Linked DNA regions of Gossypium hirsutum: region 2 is linked to region 1. Evidence: chromatin contacts called from public Hi-C data. All regions are on one chromosome and are shown on one strand. The core of a region is the stretch at or near the end of the contact, and the rest is flanking DNA. Distances in the headings are between cores, read along the strand shown.

Region 1 (5,740 bases), core at 1,871-4,370:
TCATTTATTTATCATATATCATTTAATATTCTACCCCCATACATTATGTTTAAACATAAGATAAATACTTATTGTTTTAAATTGTACGTGTTATTATTCAAAAAAAAAAAGGAAAAAAAACTTTTAAAAAATAGGCAATGTTCCGCATTTGGAGCTTCGAGAAGTCGTACCCTAACTTACGGGATTTTTATTTTTCTCGTTGAACCTAAATAACCGAATATCCTTCAAACATTAAAATACATGGGATTTAAACAAAAATTATGTGATGAGCGATTTTATTTCCGAGAATACAGGACGTCATGTCCTAACTTACGGAACATGACCTCTTCATTAACTCGAAATAAGAAAGCTCCTCATATACGTTTGGATTTAACTAAATGATTTTGAATAAATTTGTCATCATGCAAAAAAAAAAAAAAAGAGATTGTACTTTAAATTTCCTTCAATTTTTCAAATTTCGACACTAAAAACATCAAGTAATCAACAAGATACTAATTTTGGGCGTTATGAGGGTGCTAATCCTTCCTCGTACGTAACCGACTCCCGAACCCACTTTCTAAATTTTTGTAGACCAAAAAAACATTGTTTTAATAAATCAAACTGTTTATTAAAAATAATCATTTTACGATGTGACCTGATCATACCTCATAAAAAAAAAAGATTGGTAGTGACTCCCTTTTTTTGTTTTCACTTTAAAAGTAAAAGTCAACTCTTTCAAAAAAATAGTTTCGACACCACTAATCCAATCCAATTATTTCAAGGCAATTAATTGCATTTAAAAGTAGAGAAAAAAAATAATAGAAGCTCTTTATCCCTCTCAAGCTGCCTATGATTAGTTCTGGTGAAGCTTGTTATTATGATTACGTACTTACTCTTGCCAAGGAGATGGATGTTCATACATCCACCGAATTAATCTAGCTTATAAGGTAGTCCTAGGTTTATTTTTATATGATTTGAATGGTTTTCAATGCATACTTATTAAGTTAATTGAGTTCTAACTCAATTGATATTGATATTGTTATTAGTGCAAAAAAATATAGGTTCGAATATATTAAAACTCATTATTATAATTAATTTTAAACATTGCATAAAAAACAGATATGATAAGAATTTATAATAAAATTAATGTTAAAAAAATATGTATTATAGCATGCATAACAAAAAATAAAAGCTGTTATTTCGAGCTTTTAGGATTTTAGATCCTGATGTATCTATTGGACATACAATATATCAAAAATATATACTCATCTATTAAGCTTCTCTCCTCTCTCTAATTTCTGCTCACCTAATACCTAATCCATGGAGATTATTCGTTGCTACCTTTTTAACTGTGTTTGTTTTCATTTTTACTTTTTATCTACTACAATAATCTTTTATATAGGAATGTTATCTAATAATAGAGCTAAAAAACAAAACGAAACTGGAGTTGGCCAATGGCAAGCTGGTAAAAGTTGATTACTTGAAATTTTTATGTTGGGTAAACTACATTAATGGTCACTTTTGTTTACCTTAGGTTACATTTTAATCACTTATGTTTGAAATGTTACATTTTAGCCACTTACATTATCCTGTTGTAATATTTTAGTCACTAAGTCGTTAATTGCCGTTAACGGTGTAACAGTAAGCTAAAGTGACACGTTAAATCATCATTTCAAACAAAAAATTTAAGTTAAATTATACAATTAGTCTCCATATTTTTTCGTTTTGAGCAATTTAAAATTTTCTTTTAACATATCAAGAAGTCGAATTGACAGTGAAGAAAGAAGCATGATATGGGTTTTGGTTATAGGCAATGATGGCTTTCAACTTCCTGTTTCTTTCTTCACTGCCAATTCAACTTCCTGATATGTTAAAAGAAATGGAGAAGGTAGGAAAACAGAGGGAGAAACAGAAGAGACTGGAAAAAAAAAGAAAGAAAAGTTTAAAGAACATAAAAGAAAAAAATTAAACTACTCAAAAAGAAAAAAAAATGGGGATCGATTATATAATTTTACCTAAAATTTTTGTTTGAAATGATTATTTAACGTGCCACATCAGTTTATCATTACACCGTTAACGGCAATTAACAGATCAGTAACTAAAATGTTACAACACAATAACATAAATGGCTAAAACGTAACATTTCAAACATAAGTGACTAAAATGTAACATAAGATAAACAAAAGTGACCATGGGTGGAATTTACCATTTTATGTTTTAGTTGGATTTTCATGTTGCGGAAATTATGTATGAATTATTTTTTTAGTAAGACTTAAACTATGAAATAGTATTTAAATTATACACATTTTTGTTAAGTTGATCTTTAAATTTTGTTTTTAGTTATAAGTGATACTTAAATTATGCTCCATTACTCAAATTACTTTAAAAAATACTTTACTAATTATTTTTTGACACATGACACTTTTTAACTAATAAAATCTAAAAAAAATATTAAATATTATTTATTTAAGTTTTTTTTTAATGAAAAACTTAAAATCTATTTGTTTCTATCTTATTTTTCACACAAAAACTTCAATGAAAAAAATTGAAGAGCTCGTAGGAAAACAACTCCAAACCTAATAACCGACAAAAAAACCTTAGATTTCGAGGTTTTTTTTTGTAAACCCGGATTTAAAATTCATGTATTATTTATGTTAAAAATAGCTATCTTCATTCTTTTAGATATTACAAATCAAAGTTATCTTAAAAGAAGTATAATAAAAATAGTTTAAAATGTGCCACAAAATTCTTGAAAATTGAGAATTTAGTCTTTATATTTTTATTTTATAAAATTTAATTTCTCTATTTTTTAAATTTTAAATTTCAGGTCTAACTATTAAACATTGTTAACTTTTATTTTTTTGTTAAATTCGAGTTAATTACAAAGTCTTCTTTTAGTTACATGGCTATTAAGTGAGTTTTTTTTATTTGAAAAATATTATAGCAACAAATTTAACAAAAAAAATTAAAATTATTAATAATTGGACCTAAATTTTGAAATCTAAAAAATAAAGAGACTAAATTCTATTAAAATTTAAGTATATAGACTAAATTCTTAATTTTCGAAAAGTATAGGGACTTGTTGCATATCTTAACCATAAAAATAATATAGGGAGTAAAAGTAGAAGTAACCATATATATCAGCAATAAAACGCCGTCGTGAAACGTTATTGCTTTTTTTTTTAATAAAATAATGTGACCGTTAATTTAAAAATATAGAGAAAAGGACAGCGAGTACAAATGCATATACCCCACTCTCATCACTCTCTTTCCCTCAGCTCTGCGCTGCTCTGCTGCACTATTTGCCTTTGTCTTCTCGTTTTCTCGCTGTTCTATCCTTGGCAGTATCCCACTCTCAATATTTCTAATCCCCAAACGAAATATCTAAAGATAATAGCCGAAAGAACCACCGCGAACGGCGCAGCATTGGGTTTATTTGGCTGTCGGAGCCGGTGGTTGCTAACTGGGCCAATTGTTTCTGCTAAAAATGGGGTGTGCCCAGTCCAGAATAGAGAACGAAGAATCGGTGGTTCGATGCAAGGACCGGAAGAACTTGATGAAAGATGCGGTCGTAACTCGAAACGCCTTCGCCGCCGGTCACTCTGGGTACGCCATTTCGTTGAAGAACACCGGCGCTGCCTTGAGTGACTACGGTCATGGGGAAGCTGAAGAGCCCCTCGAAGAACAACCACGTGGGATTCCTCCACTTGACTCCACTCCTCAGCCGCCTCCTCCGCCTCCTATGATGGACAACCTTCCTCCACCTCCTCCGCTTCCTAACTTCTCCCCTAGCCCCGTCGCTCCCATCAAACGCGCCCTCAGCATGCCAGAAATGCCCATCAAGAGTCGCAAGGAGTTCGATTCTTCTCTCGCTATTGAAGAAGAAGAAGAAGAAGAAGAAAATCATGTAGAAAACGAGGTGCTTGAAAAAAATCATAATGAAGGTCTCAGGAAAGACTCACGAGGGCATAATAGGGAAGATATGACGGCGTCGACATCGGAGAACAACAATGTGACCCACCACCCGCCGCCGATGCCGGAAGCTAAACACATGGCTTGGGATTACTTCTTTATGGTCGACAATAACATGCCGGGTCCGAGCTTGGATTTGGACAACAATGACAACGAGACCGAGGGTAGAAATGCTGAACCTTTCGCTAACAATGTGGGTGGTGTGGGGTTTAATAGCCATGGCGGAGCCGATAGTGAGATTGAGCCCAAGACTCCGGAGAGGCCGGAGAAGGTGGCGGTGGAGGATGATGTGAAGGGGAAACAACAGGTACAGATGGAGCATTCGAAAACGGCTCCGGCAGATTTCATGCGAATGGTGAAGACCGTTTCTAGTGTGAATTTGATGCTGGTTTTGAATGAGATTGATGACCATTTCTTGAAATGCTCAGAGAGTGCTCAAGAGGTTTCTAAGATGCTGGAGGCTACCAGGTTGCATTATCATTCCAATTTTGCTGATAATCGAGGTAACCTGCTTGCTTTTCTAAGTTGCCTAATATGTTTTGATTGTGACAGTTTAGGTTTTCCCTGTTTCCTGTTCTGCACCTAGTTGAATTTCATAAATTTAGGTTTTCACTGCAATTTTATGTGAACGACTGTTTGGATCTGGGGGAAACTTTTCTTTTTTGTATTTTTAAATGATTTAATGGACTTTTTGTGTAAAGTGGTGTCTTTGCATTTAGATCTTGTTGTGCTTTACCTTTATGTTTTAATCTGGCCTTGACCTTACATCTTTATACTTTATTCTTTACCACAAAACAAAGCTGCTATTTTTTATCGAGTAAAATGGAATAGTTGAAATGATCTCAAAGTTATTAATTTTTTGTGCAGATCTTGTCCTGCAATTTGTAGTTGCAATTAGAAAGAGAATTGCTTTATCTTTAATGTAATGATCTCACTGATCGTAGGACATATTGATCATTCCGCGAGGGTAATGCGTGTCATTACATGGAATAGTTCTTTCAGAGGTATGACAAACATTGAAGACAGGAAGGATGAGTTTGATTCTGAAGAGCACGAGTCTCACGCCACTGTCCTGGATAAGTTGCTAGCATGGGAAAAGAAACTTTATGATGAAGTAAAGGTACATTTTAAGACTCTGGGTTATCTGTTTCTCTCTTCACTTTTTTTATTCTTTTTTTATGGTCAGCTGCTTTTCATGGCGATCCATGTTGATAGGCATGTTGTTAAGCTTGTTCTTTAAACTTGTTCTGAATGTTATGAAAATTTGGTCCCGATTGTAGCAAGGAGAGCTGATGAAGCTCGAGTATAAAAGGAAGGTAGCTTGGTTAAACAAGCAGAAGAAACGTGGCGCTACTGCTGAATCATTGGAGAAAACAAAGGCGGCTGTAAGTCATTTGCATACAAGGTACATAGTTGACATGCAGTCCATGGATTCAACAGTGTCGGAAGTCAATCGATTACGTGATGAGCAGTTATATCCGAAACTTGTTATGCTTGTTGATGGGTAAGTTTTCCTATGAAAATATCTAGAAATCTGTATATTGGTTCTAATATTGCTGTAATTGGCATCTTTACTTCATAAGCTTATCCAGGATTGTTTGTGTTGCCTGTTCAGATTAAGAGGCCAACTCATTGCCAATGGCTTGAATTGAATTTAATCATGACCATAAATTTTGACATCTAATTTGCAGGATGGCTAACATGTGGGCAAGCATGTGCATACATCATGATAGGCAACTCAAGGTTGTTGAAAAGCTTAAGTCTCTTGACGTTGCCCTCAGTTCCAAAG
Region 2 (5,950 bases), core at 219-2,718, 76 kb before region 1:
TCATACGGAGCTAGATGCATCAAAACCACTTCCCACCATATTAAAGTTAGTGATGTTAAGGCGAGCATTTTTTTGCACCTTGCACCTTAGGTTATTTAAGGGTCTTATAGCCTTGAGTCCGCCTAGCGATTTTGACAATACCAATTCAAGTAATAATAAATTTACATGTTAGTCAATTATTTAAAATTGTTTTTTAAATCATACAATCCCTTTAACGGTAACAACTAACGATGTTCTCAATGTATACTTACTAGCAACGTTATAAAAATAGATAAATAAAATTATGTCAGATTAAAGAGATTAAATCTGAAATTTCAACGTAGTAGAAGGATTACAATGAAATTTGATCAATTTAAATGGATGTCCAACCAAACGTGTTCATTTTGGTTTGCTTTTATCACATGCAAAGACTTGCTTAGAATTTAGGTAAGAAGATGGGCAAAGCATATTGGAACTAAAAGCAAGTACCTACAACCTTCCAAAAAAAAACAAAAAAGTACCTACAAGGCTAAAACTTTATGCATCTTCCTACTGTTTAACTAACCCAAAAAGGATACAACTATTAAGGCTTTTTAAGCTTTGTTTTTAATCTTTAAAATAAATTAATTTACCATTAAATAATGATTATGTACTTTTTGGCTTCAACCAAATTCTATAATCACATAGTTTTTTTAGTAATTAGTTTCCATAATTTATTTTGAGGTAATTGCTCCAAATGGCTTTACATTCTAGCTGAGTGCTTAAAGTTCTAGTTTCATATTAGTTAGGTTCTTCGGACAAGTTATTAGGTTGGATATTAAGTGTTAGTTTGAATCTAACGTGGGCTATATTTAAATATGTTGATCAAATTTTTAATACGTGTGTATATATTGTATAAATAATAACATATTAGGAAAAAAAGACGTAAATAAAATTTATACGAACAATTTGTTTTAACACGTTAAATTCAAGTTGTCCATCTGATAAGTATACACATATTTAAATTTAATCCATTTAAATATGTACAATATCATATGTAAGTTAACATTTAATGTCTAAACTACTAATAATTTGATGAATCAATTGAGACAATGAAATTTAGTATAATTTAAAAATTAAATAATAATTTAGAGATGGATGATGCAATTAAATTTTCTTTTATATATTTATTTAGCGGCGCGCAAAAGCTTAGTTGGGCCAGAATCTCAAAAGAAAAAAGAAAAAGACTTAAATACATGTAAATCTATACCCATTATACGACTCATAGTTTCAACAAAATAGAACTCCCAAAAGGCCTAACCCATGCTAAAACTCTGATAAAAGGTCCAATAAGAAATTTTAAACACATTATTGACAAAACTGTTGATTTCATTCAAATTAGATGCCTTTAGCGATGAAATGGCCCAATCAATCATGTTGGGGAGAGACAATCTAAATACACCCACCTTTTTTCAGCCCTCTCTACCAAAATCCACTTGATAGAAGTTGCATTTTTAAGTGAAGCGGTGGCAGTTGGAGACATTATTTGGGGCTTTATATGTAATAAGTATCTATGCAAATTAGCCTGTTCAACTTATCAAAGGTCTTCATGGGCTTCGAAGATCATATGGCTATATAAACTGACATGGTTTTAGTCTTTCCATCACGGAACCGGAGCTTGTTCTTAGTTTTTTATTTTAGGTGCGTTCTAATTATGAATTTAGGATCTTTTCTATGTTATGATTTAGGATTAAATTTATGAGATAATATAATTTTTCTCCTTTAAATTTGGCAATTAGTTTATATTGATATACTTTCTTTATCCACTTTGACATTTGAACTTAACAGTTAAATCCATTGTGATCCCTAAACTTGAAAAATATAAAAATTTGATGATGTAGCACTCTAAAATTGTGCCACATCATTACATGAAAATTTAAAATTTATAAATTTTATATAAATTTTCAGATGATGATGTGGTACAACTAATTCAGCATGTTCCCAATTCAACCACAAATCAGACCATTGGTTCCCAATTCAACTAGTTTGATTAATTCAACCAACAAACCAACAAAAATTAAATAAGTAATTAAAAATTCATAAAAATATAAAAACGTAAAGTAACAAAAAAAATATATTAAACTGGTTCAATTGACAATTTTTGTCCTAGATTTTGATTTTTACCAATTTCAAGCAGTTTCCGTATCAATCAGTTCAACCATTTTGTTCGAGCATTGCTTAATTCTCGGTTCGTCTATTTTGATCATGTTCTAGAAACATTGGTTACATCACCAAATCTTGACAGAACCCAAGTTCAGGGACAAAAATAGATCTAGTTGCCAAGTTCAAGGATCAAAGTGGACAAAAAAAATATAGGTACCTAAGTAGACCTAATTGCCAAGTTCAAGGGCCAAAATTTATATTATCCGTAAATTTATATACTTTATTTTTAACATAGTTTGATAGTCTATTTTTATAATATTATTAGTAAATTCAAATTTATAATACCTTTTATTATTGACAATAAAGAGATGACGCATTTTTAAAAAAATAGTTGTAAGCATTAGTTCGCATATATTTGTTATTGATTGAACATGGTTGATTGAATTTTCACATGGTATTGATTATGTAATTGAATAATAGTAAAAAGAAATCCACACCATTACTTTAATAGTAGCAAGTAAGGGTGGTATCATTTTGGACTTACTAATATATATCCATAATAAGAGCTAGTAAAACAGGCTTGAACTTGAAAGGCTGTCCATGTCAATCCGAGTTTGAGAAAGCTCGAGCCTGAAAAAATCTTAGCCCAACAAAAACAGAGCTCAAGAAATACCCGAGTCTATAAGAATTCGAGTTCGAGACCAATTTGGCCTGAGCTTGAGAATAATTTAACCCAAAGTTCGGAAAAACTCGAATTTATAATTAAACACCCATATACATTAATAATTAATATAGATTTCAATACTAAAAAAATAAATAATAATTTTTTTATTTATGAAATTTTATTCATATGCATGACATATTTATAATAAAATTTTATTAATAGGAACCGCAATTAATAGTAATTTTTATGTTAAATTATAAAGTTAAAAATTAAAAATATTAGTTTAATATAAAATATTTTTACGACTATGATTATATATGTATAATAAATATATAAAATTAATAATTATTAAAATCTATAGTATATAATTATTATTATATTACATAATATTATATACTATATGATATAGTATTACATGACATAGTAGCAGAGCTAACTTTCAAATCTATGAAAAGTATAGCGACCTAGAACATATTTCAAATAATATAATAATTAATAATTAATAATTAATATATAATGTACTTCTATTATATATAATAAAAGAAATAATATTACTGAATATTATAATGTTTAATCATTGATGCATATATATAAATTATTAATATATTATATACTATAAGATATAATATTATGTAATATAGTAGGAGGGACAACTTTGAAATGTATGAAAAATATAGGGACTTAGAGTATATTTTAACTAGTATAATAATAAACAATAATATATGATAATAATTAAAAATATTATGTACTACTCTACTATTATAACATGTGATATAGTATTATATAATGAAATAATATTATATATATATAACTATAATTATATTTTAGACTATAATAAAAGATATCATATCAATAACTATGTGTAATTTAGTATATTAAAATGTATATTTACAATTATAACTAGCAATACATAAAATATTATTAAAAATTTAATATATTAATATGTTAGGCTGTCGACCTATAAAAATAAAAACTTACTTGAAAAATATAAAAATTAGTAGATAGCAGCAAGTAGATTCATATCCATAGAGACCAATGATAATTTTATTTCTCTAATACACAAGTAAAATAAAGATGAAGGGGATTAGAATTAAAAACTAAAATTAAAATGAAGCAAAGTAAAAAGAGATCATAAAATAAAATAAAATAAAAAATGAAGAAACTCTAGCCAAAGGTAAAATCTCTGTTTGATTCATAGATTTGGTTATCGACGCAAGAATAACTTCAATGCCTTAAATTAGTTCTAGTTGTTGACTCAATGTCGGGCAACCAATCTCTCTTTATTTATTCGGTAACCAAGAGACAACTCATTTGAAATTACTTCCCTAACCAATAAATAACCTTACAACTCAACAATTAAGATTTAACTTATCAACAAGATTTAGAACTAGAGTTACCTAATTCTAACCAACAAACTCACCTCAATGGGGTTCATTTAATCACACATCCACACCATATAAACATAAACTATAACATAAATGAGTTATGTAATTCGTCACTAGTATTAGAATAATTTAAACAATTACAAATTTAATTATCCTAATTGAAAAGGAACGCGTTCTAAACTATCAAATATGACTACATATTTAATAAACCTGAGCAATTGTAATTAAAACAAAAGATGCATGAATATCAAAGAATAAAGAAGAATTAAAGTGCAAATTAAGTCTCACGAATTTATTGAATCAAACTTCAATTAACTTTTGACTAGAAAGACAAGTCTAAAACCCCATAAAATAAGGAAAACAAGATAAAACTAAGAACGGCTAGGTCTAAGTCCCCTAATCTTAACCTGATAATGTCTATTTATAGGGAAAATTATTATATTGAAGAAAATACAAAAGTGCCCTTAATTAAATAAAATAGAAAATTTCAAGATATTTTGGCAATTTTTGCGTTAAACTTCTAAACCATTTTTGGATGTCTTCTTGATGTTTGTGGGATTCATCTGTGAAATTGCCTTAGTTATATATTGTGATTCCCTTCGAATTTGTATATTATGAGTCCAAAACAGAGGTCTCTAACTGAAGTTATAGGCAAAATACTAAAGCTACACGGTTGAATCAAACCGCAAAATAAATAAAATATAAGTATAAATACTATAATTAAGAACAGAAATAACTTAATTTAAGGTGAAAAATATCACAAATAATTGAAAAATTACGCACTTATCAAACTCCCCCAAAGTTAAATCATGCTTGTCCTCAAGCATGAAACTAATACAAAGGAAAATGCAAATGCATATGTGAAACCTAAAGAAATGCTTAACTTGAATTGACAATTGAAATTACCATATACCAATGAAATAAATAAACATATTTTCATGGATACAATCGAAGTCCTATATGCTAAACAAAATATAATAGTAATAATAATTTGTACAATTATGAAGAATTATAAACAATAGGTCTTCATGCTCGTGTGTGGTTGTCTTCCCTAATAATATGCAATGTTTAAGAGATGTTAGAAAAAATCAAGAGAATATTTTCAAACTTCATCGTACTTCCAAAAATGATTAGGTCGCCAAATTTCACAATTTAATTGAACACAAAGTATCAAACCAATATTTTTTCCAATTTCATCGCAAAGGTTTATCAGTTAGCATTACATGAATGCATAATTCAAATAATATAACAATTAAAATTTTCCATTTATTTAAATTTAGGTCGATTACCTTTGAATGTGAGTGTCGATGACGACCTAAGCACATACCCTGAATTACTCGGTTAATCAAACCTAGTTAGCCTTTGACTTTACTCATATCTACAGCAGCGGAGTATACTAGGAAAAACCGAACATTTTGACACGAAGGTAAATGGAAACCAAGCACCTACCCCTAGTTACTCAGTCAGGCCATTAGATCATTTTAGGGCTCATAAAGTAGATAGCAAGGTAAACAATTCTCATGCTCATTATCAAAAGTATTCAATTAAGCACATTCATCAATATATAGTCCACAACTCAAGCTCAAAATAATTCAAATTTTCACCTAGATCATTCTTTGTAAGCATTCGTCAAACAAAATTATTCTCAAGAAAATTCTAAATTGATTATAAAAACATATCAATAGAAAAGAACAATGAATTTAAATCATATGGAGCATCTATAGTTCTAACAAACATCCTAACAACATAAACCAATGTTACAAATTCTATGTAAACTCAA

The links. A called contact is a pair of places that touch in the nucleus more often than the background predicts.
Region 2: a Hi-C map of leaf shows a contact between it and region 1, with 2.8 times the contacts expected there. The contact joins the enhancer-like site here to the promoter of LOC107901557 in region 1. A contact is called at or near these places in 10 of 34 Hi-C or Micro-C datasets (anther, callus, hypocotyl and 2 more).

Annotation. Positions count from the first base shown.
Region 1 is chrD06:21,414,662-21,420,401 of Gossypium_hirsutum_v2.1, reverse strand. It overlaps LOC107901557 (protein ROLLING AND ERECT LEAF 2), which reads left to right and starts at 3,120. Exons shown (of 4, transcript XM_016827612.2): 1 at 3,120-4,454; 2 at 4,896-5,071; 3 at 5,232-5,455; 4 at 5,643-5,740. The coding sequence starts at 3,467.
Region 2 is chrD06:21,488,924-21,494,873 of Gossypium_hirsutum_v2.1, reverse strand. No RefSeq gene overlaps it. Among protein-coding and RNA genes, the nearest start is that of LOC107901557, 75 kb to the right of the region's middle. Within about 2 kb of position 1,468, at least 3 of the 9 cell types and tissues checked have an H3K27ac peak or open chromatin away from gene starts, as enhancers often do. A contact at or near this core is called in hypocotyl and leaf, where this site is marked.